Linked DNA regions of Mus musculus: all the other regions are linked to region 5. A link is a contact called in public HiChIP or PLAC-seq and promoter capture Hi-C data. All regions are on one chromosome and are shown on one strand. Each heading gives the region's core, a stretch centred on a gene start, on an enhancer-like site or on the middle of the called end of the contact. The rest is flanking DNA. Distances are from core to core; before and after follow the strand shown.

Region 1 (2,700 bases), core at 173-2,672, 320 kb before region 5:
ATTTTTCAAGACATGGTTTCTCTGTGTAGCCCTGGCTGTCCTGGAACTCACTCTGTAGACCAGGCTGGCCTCGAACTCAGAAATCTGCTGGCCTCTGCCTCCCAAGTACTGGGATTAAAGGCATGCGCCACCACTGCCTGGCTCTGTAGTTTAGTTTTGCATGTTGCTTTTGCACTTGTCTTTGGTTATTAAAGAGGCAAAACAATCTCCTATTGCTGGTCTACAGGAAAGGCCTCCCTCCTAGTCTATGTAAGTCTTAGAGTGCAATGGAAAGAAAAACTGCAGAAGGAAGAAACGACCCCTGTTTTGAAAAGGGGTTTTGCTTTGTTGACCAGACTGGCTTGGGGCTCCGATGTCAAGGCAGCCTTTTGCTTTGGTGTCCCAACCTTCTGCACAGTTCAAAATGGATTAACATTTAAAAAAATATTTAAAGATGGCTATTGATTTGGAGATAGGATTTTTTGTTTGTTTGTTTGATTTTTAGTTAGTCCTGTTTGTCCCAGAACACACTCTGTAGCTGGCTTGGTACTCAGAGATCCCAGTAACTCTGCCTCCCCAGTACTGGGATCAAAGGTTGTCCACCAACCACACCGGGTGTATAACTGCTACTTTTCATTTTATTGTTACAAGGGTCTTGTCCCTTTCCTTAAAACTTACTAGTGGCATTAGTCTTGTAACTTAGCAGCGGAATTGAAGGACCAGCTTCAGGCAAACAGCATCACCATAACAGGCTCCTTCCAGTCCAATCCTGTCTCCTTCCCACCGAGTCCTAGATCTTTTGGAGCTACCCTTTTCTTCACTTCTGAGTTCGAGGCCAGCCTGGTCTAGAGTGAGTTCCAGGGCAGCCAGGGCTATACAGAGAAACCCTGTCTCAAAAAAAAACAAAAAACAAAAAACAAAAAAACAAAAAAACCCACAAGGGAACTTTGAGCAAAGGGAATGTGGAGGGCTGCTCACCTGGGGGCAGGAAGAGCGTGGCGCGCACCCGGCCCTCTCGTACGGGCACGCGCCGCACCCCCGGAGCCAAGAAGTGACGCTCGTGCACCGCATGTGCAAGCCGCTGCCCGCCGTCGGGCTCGTGTCCGTCCAGCACCTCCAGCTCCACCACGAAGGGCGTCTGCACGTCGCGCTTGACCAATCGCCAAAAAGGCCGATCGGGCTCCATGGCCCAGAGCAGCCCCATGGGCTCGAGCCCCGAGAAGCTGCCGCCCAGCGCGGGCGTGCGCGCCAGGTCCAGCTCGCCGTGGGAGTCCGCGCGGTAGCGCGCGTGGGCTCGGAAGAGCGCGCCCTTCTCGTCGCGCAGGACAGAGCGCAGCGTGACGGGCTGCTCCGGGGCCAGGCCGCGCACGGCGATGCTCAGCGGTTCGTCCCAGCAGCTGCGGCCCGAGGGCTCAAGGTTCAGCGTCGCCTCCATCTCGAGCTGGACTGGAAGAGGAGGGTGGCCTGGGCTCCTGGAGTAGTTAGTAGTTGCGGGCGGGACCACTCGCTGCAGTCCCATTGGTTGGCCTCAGACAGACACCTCCTAAGAGTTGTGAGACTTCTTTGTGCAAATCCTGGTTTCGCAATTGAAAGGAAGAATGTTTGCTAAGAACAAAGAACCTGCTGGAGAGTCCACAAAGTGTCTAAATCAAAGCACAATGACAGCCAAAGCTGAAAAGAATAGAAGCTACAGTTCCTCGTTGAAATTCAGAGGGTTCCCAAGAGACACACTTGGCCTGGTTCCTTCTTAGCCGGCAGTCTTTGACCAAGAATTTCCCTCGAATTCTTGGTCTCTATCTCTCTTTCCAGGATGGCTTAGTGTTTACGGAATCTAAAGAACTGGGTGCAGTTTGTGCTTCTGGGATATTGACGACTTTTACAAAAGCACACAATTTTCTGGTGTTTCCCTTATCTGAAAGGCCTGCTGGGGCTATTAAAAAAGAAAAGGATGTACTGCTGGTAGTCTGGTCTTCACTTGAGGGAGGAGTGTCCGGTCCTCTCCAGTCCCCCACCCCCCCCCCCCACACACACCCCATCGCTTAACCCCCTAGCTCACACATCTAACTGCTGTCCTAGTCAGTTTGGATTTCTAACACCGGGGGTCTGTAGATCTGAGTTCTAACCAGAAGTAAGTGGTCCACGCAAACTGGGCGACAGGAGTCCCTTCACAAAGGGACTACATGATTGTTTGTTTGTTCGTTTGTTCTTTCTTGGGTTTTTCTTTTACAGAGGTGCGGGAAGATTGTGAACAAAAAGAAACACCAACAGTATTTGTTGCAGAACTGTGTCCTCCGACCTAAAGGGAAGAGGGCTTCCAGACAGGAACTGCAGCTTTGTGAACCAGAGACAAGTGTAGAATGCAGGCGTTAGGTTGACTGAATACCCTTGATTTCACTCTTCATTGGTGGTGGTGTCTTGCCAGTCAGTGCCTCTTCTTGGCTGAACCCAGCTCTGCAGGTTCAGGTTTTAGTGACCTTTCTCCCCATTCCTGCGAATGAAGCAACTGCTGCAGGTATTTGGAGTACCTGTTTCTAAAAGAACCTTGTGGGGAAACCCCCACTCAGCTCCCGATTCGGCGTGCACCCAAGAATCACGAATAGAACACAACACCTTGATGTAACAACACGAGGTATTTTAATGGCGGAGCTTCGGGTCGAAACATATCTCACACAGGAGACAGTGGATTCGACCACGAGGCTTGGAAGCTAGGGGTTTTTATAG
Region 2 (2,700 bases), core at 128-2,627, 460 kb before region 5:
TTTAACTGCCTCAGTCACCCAACCTCTTTCTTCTCATGTGCCAGATGTTAAAGACAGAGGAGGAAGAGTGCAATAGTACTCAAGCCTCAGCTGTTGAAATGTTTTTATTGGGGCTCACTGTTCTGGGTTATTATTTATTACTAGACTGGCAAAGCCTAACCCCTTAGGTTTTTACAGGAAGTATGCATATTTTTATATAAAAACAGTTGTGTCTAACCCACATTTGGCTGTGTTTGTTGCCTCAAAAAAAAAAAAATTGCAGCTGTTAGAACTTTTCCTCATTTGTCTCTTACGTTAAAGGCCTTGCTGGAGAGGATGGAGCACAGAACAGCCTTGACAGTCTGTAATTAGTGTACAAATATTTTAATAGCATAAAGTAAGTATATTCCTTTTATTTTGAAACAAAATGGTCAGACACTGCCTTTCATGTGTTTGTTGCCTGTGGCACTCTTTTTAAAAAAGACTGTTACATATTAAAATAGTGTACATATATATATATATATAAATATAAATATTACCTCTTTGTGTACAGTTGTGATAGACCAGACTGAAAATTTTATTTTTTGTGTGCTTTTTATAAAAAAAAAATTAATACACTAAAGAGAATCTTGCTGTGATTGTAATGTACCTATGTAACTTATTTACTTTTGAATGTTCTGTATCTTAAGACCTTTTATTAAATAAGGTTTTAAAAAAAATTCATTGTTGAATACCACATTCTTATAGGGGTGTTTTTGCCGTCTGGGACTGATAGGCCTTGTTTTGCTTGAAGAGAACTTACCCGCCTTTTCGGGGCCATAAACATTCTGTTTTGCTATCTTGTATACTCAGTAAGGATAAGAAGGCAATATGTTTGCAGTTTGCCTGGCTACAAAGGTAAGTAGTCACGGGGTTTTGTGTACACACACACACACACACACACACACACACACACACACACTTTAAACAAGAAAGCCAAGTCAGACACTCACAGGAACCAGTAGATGGAATTCTCTTTCCTAGTTTTGTGGGGAGGAACCAAGTAGTTGCAGAGTGGGATCAGGTGGTTCCCGGAAGTCAGAGTTAAAGACTGAATTCATAGAATGGATGAGCAATATGAGATAAGTCCGTCGTGGTAGATGCGTATCAATAAAGCCAGCTTAAATCCACGGCAAAATTAAATAAAGCATGCGTAGCAATAGCTAAGAAAGAATCAGGGAAGGCGGGGGGGGGGGTGTAAAAAGAAATGCGCCGTCATAGAATAGACTCCTCAAACCCCTTCTTGGCACCATAGCAACCGCCAGATCCTCTGGAGCCCGCGTATCTCGCGTCGTCATGGACACAGTTGTCACGGTGACACTGGGGGAGACAAGCGGACCGGTTCCGCCCTCCACTGCAGCTGCACGCCGGCCGTTGCGGGAGCGCGCGGACATAAGCGCTAGGCAGAGCTGCCTCCAGCCGAGTTTCTCCCCCATCCCGTGCTTCCTGCCGCTTGGGTTCCCGGTGCTCGGAGTGCCGCCTCTCCCCACGTAGCCAAGCCACGGCCTCGCGTGACCCTCAGCCCGCCGGCGTGCCGGGGAGAGGTGGGAGGAGCTGCCACGCCCCGCGACCGCACCCAGCCATCTCCCGCCCGGAGTCATCAGTCTTGAGCCCACCTTGCTCCCTCTCTTTAAGCGGTGACGCCAGACACAGCTGCAGCCAGTTCAGCCCTCCCTGCCCGGACCAAAGGGGGCGACATTCGAGTGATAGGCGGAGTGTCCCGTGGCTCCCGACCCTGACTTGGGACCCGGAAGGGACAAGAAGGAACTCTGGTGTCTTTTGGTAATTGTGGTTGCCTGAAGCTTGTCGCCCCCTGGCCTACCGGGGGAGGAGAGCATGTTGTATTGTCCTAGGCCCTATAGCCTCGTGAGCCAGTCCAAGCAGTGTCTGTAGAACTGGCACTTTTAATAGTTGGGTGAAATGGCTATGACACTATTGGAAGACTGGTGCAGGGGAATGGATGTGAACTCTCAGAGAGCTCTGTTGGTCTGGGGGATCCCTGTGAACTGTGATGAGACCGAAATTGAAGAGACCCTCCAAGCTGCGATGCCCCAGGTATCCTATCGAGTGCTGGGGAGAATGTTCTGGAGGGAAGAAAATGCTAAAGCAGCCTTGTTAGAGCTCACTGGGGCAGTGGATTACTCCCTGATACCCAGGGAGATGCCAGGCAAAGGAGGGCTCTGGAAAGTGGTGTTTAAACCCCCCACTTCCGACGCAGTTTTTTTGGAAAGGCTGCACCTCTTTCTAGCTAGGGAAGGGTGGACCGTGCAAGATGTTGCTCGTGTGCTTGGGTTTCAGAACCCTGCTCCAGCTCCAGGCCCGGAAATGCCAGCAGAGATGCTCAACTATATTTTGGATAATGTTATTCAACCTCTTGTTGAGTCCATATGGTATAAGAAGCTGACGTTATTCTCCGGGAAGGACATTCCCGGGCCTGGCGAGGAAACCTTTGATTCCTGGCTGGAGCACTCAAATGAAATCATAGAGGAATGGCAGGTGTCGGATATAGAAAAGAGACGGCGGTTGATGGAGAGTTTGAGAGGCCCCGCTGCTGACGTCATCCGCATCCTCAAGACCAACAACGCCGCCATAACGACCGCAGAATGCCTGAAGGCTCTTGAGCAGGTCTTTGGGAGTGTGGAGAGCTCTAGAGATGCACAGGTCAGATTTCTGAACACTTAC
Region 3 (2,700 bases), core at 195-2,694, 350 kb before region 5:
GCTCTGAGTGTTTTCACAATCAGCTCATAAGTTATTAGTTAAGATTAATAGTTGTTACATTGGTAACAGATGGTTAGCCTTAAAATTGATAACTCAAGTTTAAAGTCCTTCCAACACGTGGCATAAGGCAGGCCAAGAGGCTGGGTCTCTAAAGATACTTCTAGTTGAGATAATAATTAATGTGATTCTTATCCTAGAAAGTAGAATTAAAGATAAAATTTTAAGTAATGTCTCTTTAATAAAACATTAAAGCTTGCATGTATTCATAGGTATTAATTGGCAGCCAAACTTTGTAATATGATGGTAATGCTTCTAATATTAATTCTATAAGTAATAAATTGTTTTAAAATTGGGTTTTACTTTTCCAAAGTTAATGGCAGAACGCTTGTGAGTGCTCTTAACCACTAAGCCCCCATAAGGTTAAATTCAAAAACAATAAGAACAAAGCCAATTTATGCTAATCTGGATGTACTATGGCTTTAACCCTTGAGGTTGTGTGTGTGTGTGTATGTGTGTGTGTGTGTTTGTATGTACTGACTAGGGGTGGGGGTGGAGTGGGGAGAAGGGGCTGCGTGTGTCAAGGACAATGTGGCAGTTTCCTCTGTCTCATTTTTCCTAACCTCGTATTGCAACAAAGTTCAGTTGTGTTTTTCATCAGCTGGATAACACTATCTTTTGGGGATAGACAGAGATTAAATGAGATAATGCAAGCAAAGGGCACTTGCTAATGTATGAAAATCCCCCAACCTGTTTGAGTGACCACTGAAATGGCCAATAGCACCTTCCTAGGAAACCCTAACCCCACCCCTAGACTCAGCCCTTGGCGCGCTCCCACCTCTCAACCACCCAACTCACCTGGGGGCAGGAAGAGCGTGGCGCGCACCCGGCCCTCGCGCACGGGCACGCGCCGCACCCCGGGAGCCATGAAGTGACGCTCGTGCACCGTCCGCGCCAGCCGCCGCCCGCCATCGGGCTCGTGTCCGTCCAGCACCTCCAGCTCCACCAAGAAGGGCGTCTGCACGTCGCGCTTGATCAGGCGCCAGAAAGGCCGATCGGGCTCCATGGCCCAGAGCAGCCCCATGGGCTCGAGCCCCGAGAAGCTGCCGCCCAGCGCGGGCACGCGCGCCAGGTCCAGCTCGCCGTGGGAGTCCGCGCGGTAGCGCGCGTGGGCTCGGAAGAGCGCGCCCTTCTCGTCGCGCAGGACAGAGCGCAGCGTGACGGGCTGCTCGGGGGCCAGGCCGCGCACGGCGATGCTCAGCGGCTCGTCCCAGCAGCTGCGGCCCGTGGGCTCCACGCTCAGTGTCGCTGCCATTAGGAGCTGGAGGCCTCGGGGAGCGCCACGCGAGTCCGGAGCGGAGCCTGGCCTGCTGTGGAGCCGACCTAGTGCGTCTCTAGGACCCAGACAAGAGAGGAACCATGATCTGTCAGCAATTTGGGCACAGACCGGCCAAAGGTCATGCTTCGGGGCTGAGCCAGGTTATAGGATTCTGCTTCTCGCCACTCCCACGTGGTGTTGTGAAAGTGATTGGTGATGACACACCAAGTGAATGAATCAAGGCAAAGTACGATCCTTCCGTGGATTCAGCAGCTTTATAAAAATACAAAACGGAACCAAGAGCAAGAACTTTGTAATAAATTACAACTTTATACCACTTTAGTCTTAAGATACTCAGCTTACAAAAACTTCCCTGGATGCTACAGCTCCCAGCACAGAAACTAGAATGCACAGTTAAATTGAGAAAGGCAACTGTGTTAAGTTAGGGTTCTCTAAATATGAACATAGCGAACAGGATGGAGACATGCGCAGACAGAGACACGAAGACGTCCCTTCTCCCGTGTCCTTTTGTGTGGCCCAGATTTAGGGCCAAATGATCTGGATTTAGGGCCAAATGATCTGGACTTAGGGTGAGTCTCCCACCTCAAAATAATCCAACCAAGAAAAATCCTTCACAGGCAATCCCAGCTGCTTGGGGTTTAGTTGACTCCAGATGTGGTTAAATTGACAGCCAAGATTAATTAGTGGGCAACATCCTCTCCTGGCCCCAAAGCCCAGATTCAATGAGATGCAAATGGCTCTCTGGTACAGGATGAAGAGGCCACAGAGGTGGTTGCTCGACCCCGTTTTACTAGGGGTGCTATTAAGGGCGGCTTGAACGTTCTAGGGGCCGAGCAGGTGTCAAGGGTGCCATAGAAAGTTCTCTGAGAAGTTGGCTTCATCCAAGGTCCAGTGTTGTCCAATGGGCTGATAAAATGGTGCAGGGAGTGGCTCAGCAGGTAAGAGCACTGACTGCTCTTCTGAAAGTCCTGAGTTCAAATCCCAGCAACCACATGGTGGCTCGCAACCATCCGTAATGAGAACCGATGCCCTCTTCTGCTGCGTTTGAAGACAGCTACAGTGTACTTACGTATAATAATAAATAAATCTTTCGTTCAGAGTGAGCAGGGACTGAGTGAGTATAGTTGTCCAGAGCGAGCAGAGGTCTTTAAATTCAATTCCCAACAACCACATGAAGGCTCACAACCATCTGTACAGCTACAGTGTACTCACATACATAAAATAAATCTTTTTTAGAAATGGTGCAGCCTAAGATGCAGATATATGAGTGCTTGTGGAGCCATCTGGCTGGGGTTTAGGATGCTGTTGGCATGCCACTAGATACACATAAGGCAGGCGTTCAAACTGAACCTTCCAGAAGGAAG
Region 4 (2,700 bases), core at 43-2,542, 380 kb before region 5:
TATCCTATTTTAAGGCCGTTTGCCAGAGAACCATCTACCTCCCTTCCATCTTCTGCAGCAACATTGGAGCCATGGAAACTTGCAGCACTAAGCGTTAACTGATGTTTAGGAAACAGAGCGTCCTTGTATCCTAGGATGATCTTCAAACTGCTTTTCATCAGCCTTTCAACAGTCAAAGGGTCACGAATGTCACTGGCCAAATTCCCTACAACAGCTCTTTGTGAGTCCCTCTCAAAACTGTGGACTTGGCCCTGGGAAAAAGTTACCTAGGAATCAGCTAAGAAACAAAACTCCCTGGCACTCTGCAGCCACACTTTCAGATTCTGGACTCTCTGAGTGGCAGTAAAGTCCTGCAAGTTAGAAAGTTCCCCGGTGCTTGGGCTGGCTCACGTTGCCTGAACAACACATGCCAAATGTGAACCTGTGCACAGCCACCCATGGGTCTTAGCACAGTTCAGGTTTCTAGTTCTCTGGGCTTGGGGGAGCGCTGATGCTCTACTTTCCTAAGCAAAGTCAGATGCTGCTCCTGCGGTGATCTCCCGTTCAGGACAAGACTCACCTAGCCACAAACCCAAGTCCTAAATGCTTTTCCAGGGAGCCCCTTGAAAAGTATGGGAGACAGGAAAGAAGGGGACCTTGCGCTGCACCCCTGAAGCATCCCAGGCTACAAGCACAGGAGGGAAGGCTGCTCACCTGGGGGCAGAAAGAGCGTGGCGCGCACCCGGCCCTCGCGCACGGGCACGCGCCGCACCCCGGGAGCCATGAAGTGACGCTCGTGCACCGCCCGCGCCAGCAGCCGCCCGCCGTCGGGCTCGTGTCCGTCCAGCACCTCCAGCTCCACCACGAAGGGCGTCTGCACGTCGCGCTTGATCAGGCGCCAGAAAGGCCGATCGGGCTCCATGGCCCAGAGCAGCCCCATGGGCTCGAGCCCCGAGAAGCTGCCGCCCAGCGCGGGCGTGCGCGCCAGGTCCAGCTCGCCGTGGGAGTCCGCGCGGTAGCGCGCGTGGGCTCGGAAGAGCGCGCCCTTCTCGTCGCGCAGGGCAGTGCGCAGTGTGACGGGCTGCTCCGGGGCCAAGCCGCGCACAGCGATGCTCAGCGGTTCGTCCCAGCAGCTGTGGCCCGTGGGCTCCAGGCTTACTGTTGGCACCATCCTGACAAAGTGAAAAATCAGGATACTGTCGGGTGAATAGTGTCTCTCGACTTCTGGAGGCTGTGACCATGAACCCTTATCCTACTTGTCTGCGTTGGCAATCGAGGTGCGAAACTCTCCAAAATTTAAGGGATGCAGTGACCTTTATGCCGAGGAGCTAAGCAATAGTAGTAATTACGTTTTCCTAGGTGATGTTGAAATACAGGGACAAGGACTGAGTTGCAAGGATCACTGTCCCCGACCAATAGTTTTACTCTGATCTTGTAACCCTGAGAAACTTGGCTTTGAGCATTTCTTTCTTGGGTTGTCACTTACTCATGCAATCTGGAAAGGAAGCGAGATCCGGAATGCATGAGGAGTCAGGTCACCCAGGTGAAATCATGACTCAAGCGGAGCTAGAGCTCAGGAAGGCAATAACCTGAGTCTCCAAGGGCAGTGACCTGATCTGGAAAAAAAAAAATTATAGGGACAATTTTATGGACCAATCAGTGGAAAAGGAAGGTTATTAGGATATGGGGGAAGTGAACCTATTTAGAAATTGTTCTTTGGAGCAATTCCCATCTGTGTTGTAATTAGTCAGCCCTTCGGTTTACAGATTTCAGCAGAGGCAGCTCAATCCACTCATAGATAGTTCCCAGATAGACCGAGCAGTCCAGTTCAGTAGTGTTGGGATAGCAAACAGGAGTCAGCAGCAGTGGCACAACCTAGCAGAGACAGCCAGGTCTCCTCCAAATCTACAGGAGTCAGCGGGAGGGATCAGGACCAGCATGGATGCCAGGAAAAGTTCTCTACTTGCCTCTCTTAATGAAGCGAAGATTAACAAAGAAGCCTTGCAGAGCTAGCTATGCAAGCTCGACCCTTGTCACTGCCCATTGGGTCCTTTTAATACTCCCTTCAAACATCACGTGTCCTCCAGGGGCCTTGCCTCAGCACGTGAGTCTGGCATCACTCTGCCAATCAGCCCTAGTCGAGGAAGCAGCAAGGAGCTGCCATAACCCCTCCAGAAGGTTTTTGGTGTGTTTCTCTCTCTGGAGTCATGGCAAATGGAGCTCAGCTACACGATATAAGACGAACCAACACATGCATGTCATTAGCAAAGAATCCTTCATCACGTGTCCTTTCATGTGCTTGCTTAAGCAGAAAGTCCTTTCTCCTGTGTCAGTGAAATATCCCTTCATGTGTTTGCCCTAGCAAAACACCATCTGACACAACTGACTTTCCAAAGAACCCATAAATTTCCACTTCAGGTAATACCTGATGTGTCTCACAGAGACTTTACAGTACACCAGCAGGTGATTCATGGGGTCCTTGAGTGACTGACCTGAGTCACCTTTAGTTAACTGGCAGATAGGTCTCCTGGTTGCTGCCTTGTAGAGAGAGACTCTTGTACTGTATGGAGAAATGGCCCATCAATAAACATGCTGTTGGCCTATTAGCTTAGGCAGGAAATAGGGAGATGGAAGTTCTAGGGTAGAGAGAGGATTCTGAGGGAGAGACAGGCGTGGGAAGAGGGATTTGCCCCAGGAATGCTGATGAAAGCTGTGCAGAGG
Region 5 (2,700 bases), core at 20-2,519:
TTGTGGTTCACGCTCATCTTTCAAGGGTACAATGGTACAGAGATCCTTCTAAAACAACACCAGGCCTTTCATTCCTATCGCTGACAATGCTCCCTGAAGCTTCCGTGTTTCTCAGCTTCTGTGACACTGCACTATTGTGGTTTCTGCATTCGTCCTCCTCAGCAGCCTCGTTGTCCTCCTTCTACCTGGCTCTTTGTTGTGTTCCCTAAGTGTCCACCCAGTTCTCTGCTCCAACATCAAACAGCAAATCTACTTAAGTGACCCATGTTTACAGTTTACAGCTCTGACCTCAGGCCATCTTCACCCGCTGTCACTTCAAAAGTACTATTTCCAAACCACTGCCTAACTTCCTTATTTCTCTCTCATTCTCCAAACTTGAACCCAGTCAATCTTATGCGTTAGTTGAACAGATCGCCTGTCCTGCTCACGTTTCTTCTACGTTTCTGTTACTGGAACTCTCATTTCTCCTAGTTATGTAAAAAGTTACCTCAATTGTCTCATGCACTCCGTCCTCCACTACCAGGCGGATGTGCCTGAGCCTCTGTTCGCGGCAGTGCCACATTTGAAAACGTGAAAGGGAAGAACTAGCAAACACTAAAGGCGCCTACAAGCGTCAGACACATGCATCGTGACAGTTCTGAAGAAAGAACAAGCGCCATACGACTCTTCGCCTGCCAACAGACACACTGAGAAGTTAGCCCCGAGTGCCACTCACTCACTTCTGGACTATGACACACTCGGGGCACCAGACGCAGAGTTTCACCAGTTGCTCAAGGCGACCCAGCCTAGGGCGCTTCCTCTATCTCTAGCTCCACTCTGATCGAGAGGCCACCCCTGATGCCAGCCATCTGCTCCCGGCCGCCCGGGGAAGCCAGCACTTCCGGGGTACCAAAGCTCGGAGAAGGCTGCTCTCAGTCTGGCCCCGGCTGGGTTCCGAGAAACCGGCTTCACCCCGTTTCCCACGCGGGGTTCCTCGATCTCCGCCCGCCTGGACCCCGCCCCTCATCCCTAGAGACGCCCGCAGCGCGGCCCTCGGAGACACAGGCCCGCCCGGACCCCCGGCAGGCAGGCGACGGTGAACACGACCGGCAGAGACACCCTCCGCCCCGCACACCCTGGGCACGCACCTTCTCTCTCCGCGCCCGGGCGGCCGGCTCGCAGCCTAGGTTTCCGCCTCAGCTGCCGCTGTTTTGTTTCCGACGAATACTCGCGGCCCACGGAGCAGGTCGTCCTAGGCCCCGCCCTAGAGGTCTCACCGGTGTCGCAACTTCCGGCCTCGGCGACGTTGGCCCCTAGACCCGGGAGGGGACGGAGCTTCCGGTGGCGCGCGCAGGCCACGAGGGCTGGGGGCTGGAGCTGGCCTAATCCACTCGCATAGATGTAAGGATGTGCGCGACCTGAGGCCTCTCTAGGGTTTGAGGCGCGTCTAGCGTTCTTCCAGTCTACAAGTGACATTTTCCCTTGTTTTTGGTTGAGACTGCGATTCGAGCGTTCCCTGCCGGTATCAAACATACCTTGTAGGAAAGGATGGGCTTGAACCTATTTATTTGGTTTCCATGTGTGGGGACACCGTGCCTTGTTTTGTAGTGACATTTTAAATCCAACACTTCCCATTTCTCCACAGTATTTATTTGAACAGTTCCTCAAAACGGATAAAATTTACTGTTTGTACTCTCAATAAACCAAAGCGATTGGTGGGTAAACAGAACCTGAGAAATATCCTATTAGTCTAGGTTCCGAGTCTGAAAGTCTTCCCAGATGGCAAGCTTCTAGAAAGCAAAGAATGTTTCCTATCTTGATTTTTACATCCCTCAGATTTTCCTTAATCGGAGAGACAATTATCAACAGCACACCACACATTTCACTTGGGCAAAAAACAACAGAGAAATTATTCATAATCCCAAATAACCAGAAAACGGCTAATGTGCTTAAGGAGCACACACGAGGAACTAGATTCTACTCCCAACAGAGACAAATACATCGGGATGGTGTTGTATCTGAAATCATAACACTCAGGAGGAGATGGGGCAGGACAGTGAGTTGAAATCGGACTGGGATTCCTAGCAAATTACAGGTCAAACTAAGATACACTGGGTCAAACTTCCTTTTTTCTACTTCCCAGAAGGCCTCGTTCTAAATAGTAGAGCATCCATCTCCATTTTCTCCCAACATTCTCAACCCTGCTTCAATAAACTCAGACTTCACTATTTTCATGCTTAAGATCTTGATACTTTAGTCTTTTCCGCCAGCGGAATGGCAACTGGGAGGAGACATAGCATAACCTTGGGTAGTTTTCCCTCAATCATTTACTTATACCCTCAATCATTTACTTATATGGGAAGAAGGCAGAAAATTGTAGACAGTACAGAACAAGCTCAATACACTTGCTAAACAAGCATAGACTAAAAGCCATTTGCAAACTACATTAATTGCGATCTTTTGGTAGAATGGCAAATGCTGTAAACTATACAGAGAAGCAATTTCGACAAACATTTTTGTGCAAAGATGTTCGTGGAGTACTGGTATATATATAAAAAAATCTCACTGTCCTACAACAAATCTTAGTTCACCTAGGTTATAAAACTCATGAATGGGGCTGGTGAGATGGCTCAGTGGTTAAGACCACTGACTACTCTTCCAAAAGTCCTGAGTTCAAATCCCAGCAACCACATGACGGCTCACAACCATGAGATCTGACGC
Region 6 (2,700 bases), core at 105-2,604, 410 kb before region 5:
AACTCAGAGATCAGCCTACTGTCTCCCCAGTACTAAAGGTGTATGTCACCACCGCTGGGCTCCAGTCTTCATTTTTGACAAGCACAAAACTCTGCAGATATTGCCAAATGTCCTCATGAAGGGGCAAGGATAACTCTAGGTTGAAAACCACCACCAGCATGTTTATGGTAGGGAAAGGTTTTGTAGTAAACATTTTTGTGCGCTTTAATGGTTAGGGAACATTGTCTTCATTTGTGGGTTAAAGGCTCTTTGAAAGTTTGATGTGAAAGGAGGCAAAAGTCACTCTTACTACAGGCATAAGTTATCAGTACTCCCTCCCTCGTGTGGCTGGCATTTAGTGGATTTCAAGTTGCACTCCCTCTTCAGCATATAGTTGAGGAATTCATGGTGTCTTAAAGGGAAGGAAACTTGGTAGAAAATTTACTCTTAAAGAAGATTGAGAGAATTTGGAGAGTGGGGACAAGGTTACTAAAGTTACAGTTATGTGACAGACCCTACATGGAGTCTATTCAGGACCAAAAAATAGACTAGGCTGTGAGCTTAGGAACCGGGTGGGTAGGTGGGTGGAGAGCTGCTCACCTGGGGGCAGGAAGAGCGTGGCGCGCACCCGGCCCTCGCGCACGGGCACGCGCCGCACCCCGGGAGCCATGAAGTGACGCTCGTGCACCGCCCGCGCCAGCCGCTGCCCGCCATCCGGCTCGTGTCCGTCCAGCACCTCCAGCTCCACCACGAAGGGTATCTGCACATCGCGCTTGATCAGGCGCCAGAAAGGCCGATCGGGCTCCATGGCCCAGAGCAGCCCCATGGGCTCGAGCCCCGAGAAGCTGCCGCCCAGCGCGGGCGTGCGCGCCAGGTCCAGCTCGCCGTGGGAGTCCGCGCGGTAGCGCGCGTGGGCTCGGAAGAGCATGCCCTTCTCGTCGCGCAGGACAGAGCGCAGCGTGACGGGCTGCTCGGGGGCCAGGCCGCGCACGGCGATGCTCAGCGGTTCGTCCCAGCAGCTGCGGCCCGCGGGCTCCACGCTCAGTGTCGCCGCCATTAGGAGCTGGAGGCCTCGGGGAGCGCCACGCGAGTCCGGAGCGGAGCCTGGCCTGCTGTGGAGCCGACCTGGTGCGTCTCTGGGAGTTCCCGACCCCTGGCTCCCGTGCCTCAGACAAGACAGGAACAGAAAACCGGCTGACTCTATACAGGAAAGATGTGTGAAGTCAAAGTAGCAGCGGAGCTCTGCCAGGACAGAGGATTCTGCTCACGTGGTGTTGAGGATAGGCGGTGACACTAGATGAATAAGATCGAGGCAAAGTCTGGCCCTTTGCGTGGATTCAGTAGTAGCTTTCTATAAAAACAAACAACTTTAAAATACTGTATTACTTTTATTTTAGGCCTTTTTTTTTTTCTACTTTAGGGAAATATGAAAGGCTAGATACTTTATAAAGAACAGAGATTTATGTCTTACAGTTTTGAAGTCCGGGAAGTCTACGTTGGAGGGGCCCATATTCAATCTCCTGTCATACAGTAGTGGAAAGCTAACAGCACTCAAATTGGGTGTAATGACTCAGACACAGGAGGATCATTGTGTTAGGCTGACACTCCCCGTCCCCCATCCCCCCCACCCCCCTGCAGAATAGTTGTAGCCATTCTGTTCTATGCCTGCCAGCTATTTCATATTATTGCTGTAACATGCCTGCCAGTCACTGACACAGAGAAGTGACTTGGCTCAAGGACATGTGACCACATACCCTGTTTTGTTCTGTATTTTCTGAATGAGATTTGCTACTCTTAAGAAATTACATGGGGCTGGAGAGATGGCTCAGTGGTTAAGAACTGACTGTTCTTCCAGAGGTCCTGAGTTCAATTCCCAGCAACCACATGGTGGCTCACAACCATCTCTAATGAGATTCAAGGCCCTCTTCTGGTGTGTCTGAGGATAGTGACAGTGAACTCACATACATAAAATAAATAAATAAATAAATATTTTTTTAAAAAAAAGAAATTTCAGAAAGCTTTATGTAGGACCCATTAAATCAAAGGTCAATATGAACTGTTATGTTTAAAATAACCACCAGGTAGCCCTTCCTGCGCCTATGAAATGAGGTCACTCTGGTTTTCATAACTGACACTGAAGAATGCTACTAATAAGCCCCAAAGTTGTGACTATAATACGCATGCTGTTATCTCAGTACTCTGAAATTCCCCTGTTCACCACCCATCCACCACCTACCCTACCTTACTCAGCACCAATCAGCTTAAAGGTTAGCTGATAATACTTTGTCTAGTAAACCAACTGCTCCCCTCCTTGCCCTTTGAACTTTTGAACCTGGTTTTTCCTATAAAAAGTCTACTGTGAGAGCAGACTGGACTGCAGTTAAGTTCCCAACAAGTCCCTTTTGCAGTACTGGATGCCCAGTATTAAGGTGTGCGTTCAATAAGCTACTCTTGCTTAACTGAGGTCACTGTTAGTTTGGTTTGAGTGGCAATTCCTGAACCCCAATAATTGTAATTCAAAGCAAGCCTGGGTTGCATAGCAAGATCCTGTTTTAAACAAACACACACAGATGGAACAAAGCACACAAGAAAAAAGGCCACACTCATCCTTCAAAGAGAGAACTAGAGATGACCCACCCCTGCTGTAACTCACTCCATTCACCAACATGGAGTTAAAGTTTCTACCTAGTCTTACAGGGGCAGTGGATATGGAGTTTCTAT
Region 7 (2,700 bases), core at 123-2,622, 440 kb before region 5:
AATATAAGTGGCCCAGCAAGCTGGGGGCAGTTTTAAACTGTCAGGGCTTTCTTGCTACTTGGCATAGTTGGTGTTCTACCTGGAAAGTTTCTACCATCTAAAAACATTATTTTTCTTTTTAAAAAAGGGCATGCTTTTTATGAAGAAATACATAACCTACCAGTCCATTTAGGTTCTTTATGTTGTTTCTTCCTAAGGACAAAATCCTCAAGTTTTCTGTTGTGGAAAGAAAGCATTTTGGTTATGAAAAATATACACACAACTACCATGACTCTAGTAGAACAACATGTTATAAGGAACTTTATAAAATAAATCTCTCTACACAGCGAGTTAAAGACGCTCTATTACAAAATGGGCAGGAGAGCTGGCAGGGTTTAGGCGACGTGTGCTGCCAAGCTTGAAGACCTGAGTTCATTTCTCAGAACCCACGTTGGAAGAGTGTAAAGTGAGTTTGAAGGCTAATTGACTGCCCCTTTAAAAGGTTTCAGGCACTGAGGTGCGAAGTTCTGAGCTACTTTACCACTATGCTGGTCTAGCCTGCTTCCCAGCTATGTGCCCGTTATTTGCATTTTAGTTCTCCCTGGCTGCTCCTGATTCGCCTGTCCTCTCACAGTGACAGGCTCATGAGTGACAAGCTCATGGTGAATCCCCCACTCTCACCGCAGCCCCACTCTCTCTCCTCTCCTACCCAGCAAACAGACTCATCAGCCACTCACTAACCAATCAGAAGATGATGGAGAACAAGGTTTTACAAAATATGGAGTCAGGAAATGCTTCATAATAATGACAATAACAAAATCTGGACTGCACCTGGATCCCTAGGACAGATAGCAGCATCTGAATACACAGGGCACAAAACTGTTTTTTTATTTTTGTTTTTTTGGCTTGGTTGGTTGGTTGGTTGGTTTTTCAAGACAGGGTTTCTCTATGTAGCCCTGGCTGTCCTGGAACTCACTCTGTAGACCAGACTGTCCTTGAACTCAGAAATCAGCCTGCCTCTGCCTCCCAAATGCTGGGATTAAAGACGTGTGCCACCACTGCCTGGCCACAAAATCATTTCTTAACAGAAGAGACTCTGATCTGAGGACTTTAATCACAAAGACATCAAGACAAAGGAAACACCTGAAATAGTGGAGCCAGCAGAATGGAAATAAGAGCACCGTGAGAGACACAGGCCTAGTAATAGTTAACACTGCCATCCAACTCCAAATACTCAACAACGGCACTAAGGCATCGGGTGCAGAGTGGATTGGGATAGAAACTATGGTTAGGATATGAGATGTTCCCTTGCTAAAGGCTTGGTTACAAATGCAACCGTGTGCAGAGGCAGAACTTTGCGGAACTGACTGAGTCACAATCAACAGATCAATTGCTTGTGGCATTAGTGGGAGATGGTAAGAAACAGGAAGTGGGGACAAGGGGGAAGCAGCAGGCCAATGTGGGTATAGGCTGAGAAGACATGTCTTGTCTGTGACCCCTTCCTCTCTCTTTTGGGAAGCACAACCGATTTTCCTGACACGCCATGCTGCCATGGTGTCCACCTTGTCTCAGTCTAGCCGAGTTTGACTGAAACTCTGGAGCCATGAGCTGAAGCGAAGCCTTCCCTAGGGGTTCTCCTGAGCATCCACCACGGATGGGGTATGGAGTCTGTCTGCCTAGCATGAAGATCCCGCTGAGACGCCACAAGGCACAGCGCAGTTTCCCAACTAGGACCACTGCGAGTCTTTATTGAGGGGCTTTTTGTTTTGTTTTTAGTTCTGGAGATTGAACCCAGGGCCTTCTATATGTCAGGCAAGCATTCTACACTTAAGTTCATTGGCAGCCTCCCTCCAATTTTGAGACAGGATGACCCAGAATGCGTTATGTAGCCTTGGCTGGTCTTGAACTCTCAGGGATCATTCTGCCTGAGCCTCCCATATACTGAGGCTGTACAGGTTGTAGGCATGAGCCACTATGCCTAGCTTCAGTCGTTCCTCTTTAAACAAAGGTTTATTCTTGAGACATGGTCCTTCGAGGTGCTCATGCTGGCCTCAAACTCAAAACGCCTTCCTCAGCCTCCCAAGTAGCTCAGTTGGGTATGCACACTACCATACCCAGCTTTAGACTTCATTTTATATGCACCATATAAAACTCCATAATTTACATATCTTTACATTAACTGCATTAGTAGGCAAATGTTAAAACCCAAGGTAAATTATAAATACTCTAAAGTAAAGATTGTAACGTGGAGCTCTGGGAGGTCCTAGAGAGGCTGTGGCATTTGATGGGACACTGACCCTGACCTTAATTTCTCACGGATTTTTCCTGTGAGACAGCAAGGCTGTACTCAGTGCGGAGCACTGGATAAGCAAACATACAAAAGTCATAAAGAATGTACGGCCAGGCATGGCAGCACACACTTTCAATCCCAGCACCCAGAAAGGAGAGGCAGGTGGGTCTCTATGAGTTTGAGGCTAACTAGGTCTACATAGTGAGTTCCAGGACAGCCAGGGCTACACAGTGAGACCATGTTCCAAACAAAAACAAATGAATCAAAGAAAACCAACAACCAAGCCATCAAAGAAATGGTCCAGCCCCGTTTGAGGACAAGGCAGTGTGAGCTTTTAGCTGATTCAGATAGGAACGTTAGACACTAAGTGTCTATTAGGCAAGAGGACTGATGAAAGGTCTCTGCTGTGGAGAATGGTGCCTTCAGAATGA

Evidence for each region. Promoter capture Hi-C pulls out the DNA fragments that hold promoters and counts their contacts. HiChIP or PLAC-seq counts read pairs in DNA pulled down with a chosen protein or histone mark. Capture Hi-C pulls out chosen DNA fragments and counts their contacts.
Region 1: a promoter capture Hi-C map of liver shows a contact between it and region 5, with 2.4 times the contacts expected there. The contact joins the promoter of Acot1 here to the promoter of Psen1 in region 5. A contact is called at or near these places in 3 of 39 promoter capture datasets (liver, maxillary cranial neural crest and neural stem cells), 1 of 115 datasets of contacts at active chromatin or transcription factors (bone marrow-derived macrophages) and 1 of 9 other capture datasets (liver).
Region 2: a promoter capture Hi-C map of 3T3-L1-derived adipocytes shows a contact between it and region 5, with 5 times the contacts expected there. The contact joins the promoter of Pnma1 here to the promoter of Psen1 in region 5. A contact is called at or near these places in 19 of 39 promoter capture datasets (the 3T3-L1 cell line, 3T3-L1-derived adipocytes, the C10 cell line and 11 more), 3 of 115 datasets of contacts at active chromatin or transcription factors (the SCID.adh cell line, bone marrow-derived macrophages and pro-B cells) and 2 of 9 other capture datasets (liver and pancreatic islet).
Region 3: a contact with region 5 is called in a promoter capture Hi-C map of second pharyngeal arch cranial neural crest. The contact joins the promoter of Acot4 here to the promoter of Psen1 in region 5. A contact is called at or near these places in 10 of 39 promoter capture datasets (the 3T3-L1 cell line, 3T3-L1-derived adipocytes, the HPC-7 cell line and 7 more), 3 of 115 datasets of contacts at active chromatin or transcription factors (embryonic forebrain, embryonic midbrain and large pre-B cells) and 2 of 9 other capture datasets (adipose tissue and liver).
Region 4: a promoter capture Hi-C map of liver shows a contact between it and region 5, with 4 times the contacts expected there. The contact joins the promoter of Acot5 here to the promoter of Psen1 in region 5. A contact is called at or near these places in 21 of 39 promoter capture datasets (the 3T3-L1 cell line, 3T3-L1-derived adipocytes, the C10 cell line and 11 more), 6 of 484 Hi-C or Micro-C datasets (all in embryonic stem cells), 6 of 115 datasets of contacts at active chromatin or transcription factors (the SCID.adh cell line, astrocytes, bone marrow-derived macrophages and 3 more) and 4 of 9 other capture datasets (adipose tissue, embryonic stem cells, liver and 1 more).
Region 6: a contact with region 5 is called in an H3K4me3 HiChIP or PLAC-seq map of pro-B cells, with 2.4 times the contacts expected there. The contact joins the promoter of Acot6 here to the promoter of Psen1 in region 5. A contact is called at or near these places in 1 of 39 promoter capture datasets (liver) and 4 of 115 datasets of contacts at active chromatin or transcription factors (astrocytes, bone marrow-derived macrophages, large pre-B cells and 1 more).
Region 7: a contact with region 5 is called in an H3K4me3 HiChIP or PLAC-seq map of bone marrow-derived macrophages, with 4 times the contacts expected there. The contact joins the enhancer-like site here to the promoter of Psen1 in region 5. A contact is called at or near these places in 16 of 39 promoter capture datasets (the 3T3-L1 cell line, the C10 cell line, the HPC-7 cell line and 10 more), 6 of 115 datasets of contacts at active chromatin or transcription factors (the SCID.adh cell line, astrocytes, bone marrow-derived macrophages and 2 more) and 1 of 9 other capture datasets (embryonic stem cells).

Annotation. Positions count from the first base shown.
Region 1 is chr12:84,008,224-84,010,923 of GRCm38.p6, reverse strand. It overlaps Acot1 (acyl-CoA thioesterase 1), which reads right to left and starts at 1,422. Exons shown (of 3, transcript NM_012006.2): 1 at 958-1,422. The coding sequence starts at 1,414.
Region 2 is chr12:84,147,166-84,149,865 of GRCm38.p6, reverse strand. Pnma1 (paraneoplastic antigen MA1) reads left to right here and starts at 1,377. Exons shown (of 1, transcript NM_027438.3): 1 at 1,377-2,700. The coding sequence starts at 1,939. It overlaps Mideas (mitotic deacetylase associated SANT domain protein), which reads left to right. Exons shown (of 13, transcript NM_001163501.1): 13 at 1-698.
Region 3 is chr12:84,037,123-84,039,822 of GRCm38.p6, reverse strand. It overlaps Acot4 (acyl-CoA thioesterase 4), which reads right to left and starts at 1,444. Exons shown (of 3, transcript NM_134247.3): 1 at 856-1,444. The coding sequence starts at 1,312. The region is part of intron 1 of Gm40474 (a long non-coding RNA gene); the gene reads left to right.
Region 4 is chr12:84,067,917-84,070,616 of GRCm38.p6, reverse strand. It overlaps Acot5 (acyl-CoA thioesterase 5), which reads right to left and starts at 1,292. Exons shown (of 3, transcript NM_145444.3): 1 at 694-1,292. The coding sequence starts at 1,150.
Region 5 is chr12:83,686,721-83,689,420 of GRCm38.p6, reverse strand. Psen1 (presenilin 1) reads right to left here and starts at 1,269. Exons shown (of 12, transcript NM_001362271.1): 1 at 1,128-1,269.
Region 6 is chr12:84,099,308-84,102,007 of GRCm38.p6, reverse strand. It overlaps Acot6 (acyl-CoA thioesterase 6), which reads right to left and starts at 1,354. Exons shown (of 3, transcript NM_172580.1): 1 at 580-1,354. The coding sequence starts at 1,036.
Region 7 is chr12:84,128,848-84,131,547 of GRCm38.p6, reverse strand. Dnal1 (dynein, axonemal, light chain 1) reads right to left here. Exons shown (of 8, transcript NM_028821.3): 5 at 161-216. Among named protein-coding and RNA genes, the nearest start is that of Dnal1, 16 kb to the right of the region's middle. Within about 2 kb of position 1,372, at least 22 of the 459 cell types and tissues checked have an H3K27ac peak or open chromatin away from gene starts, as enhancers often do. A contact at or near this core is called in the HPC-7 cell line and bone marrow-derived macrophages, where this site is marked.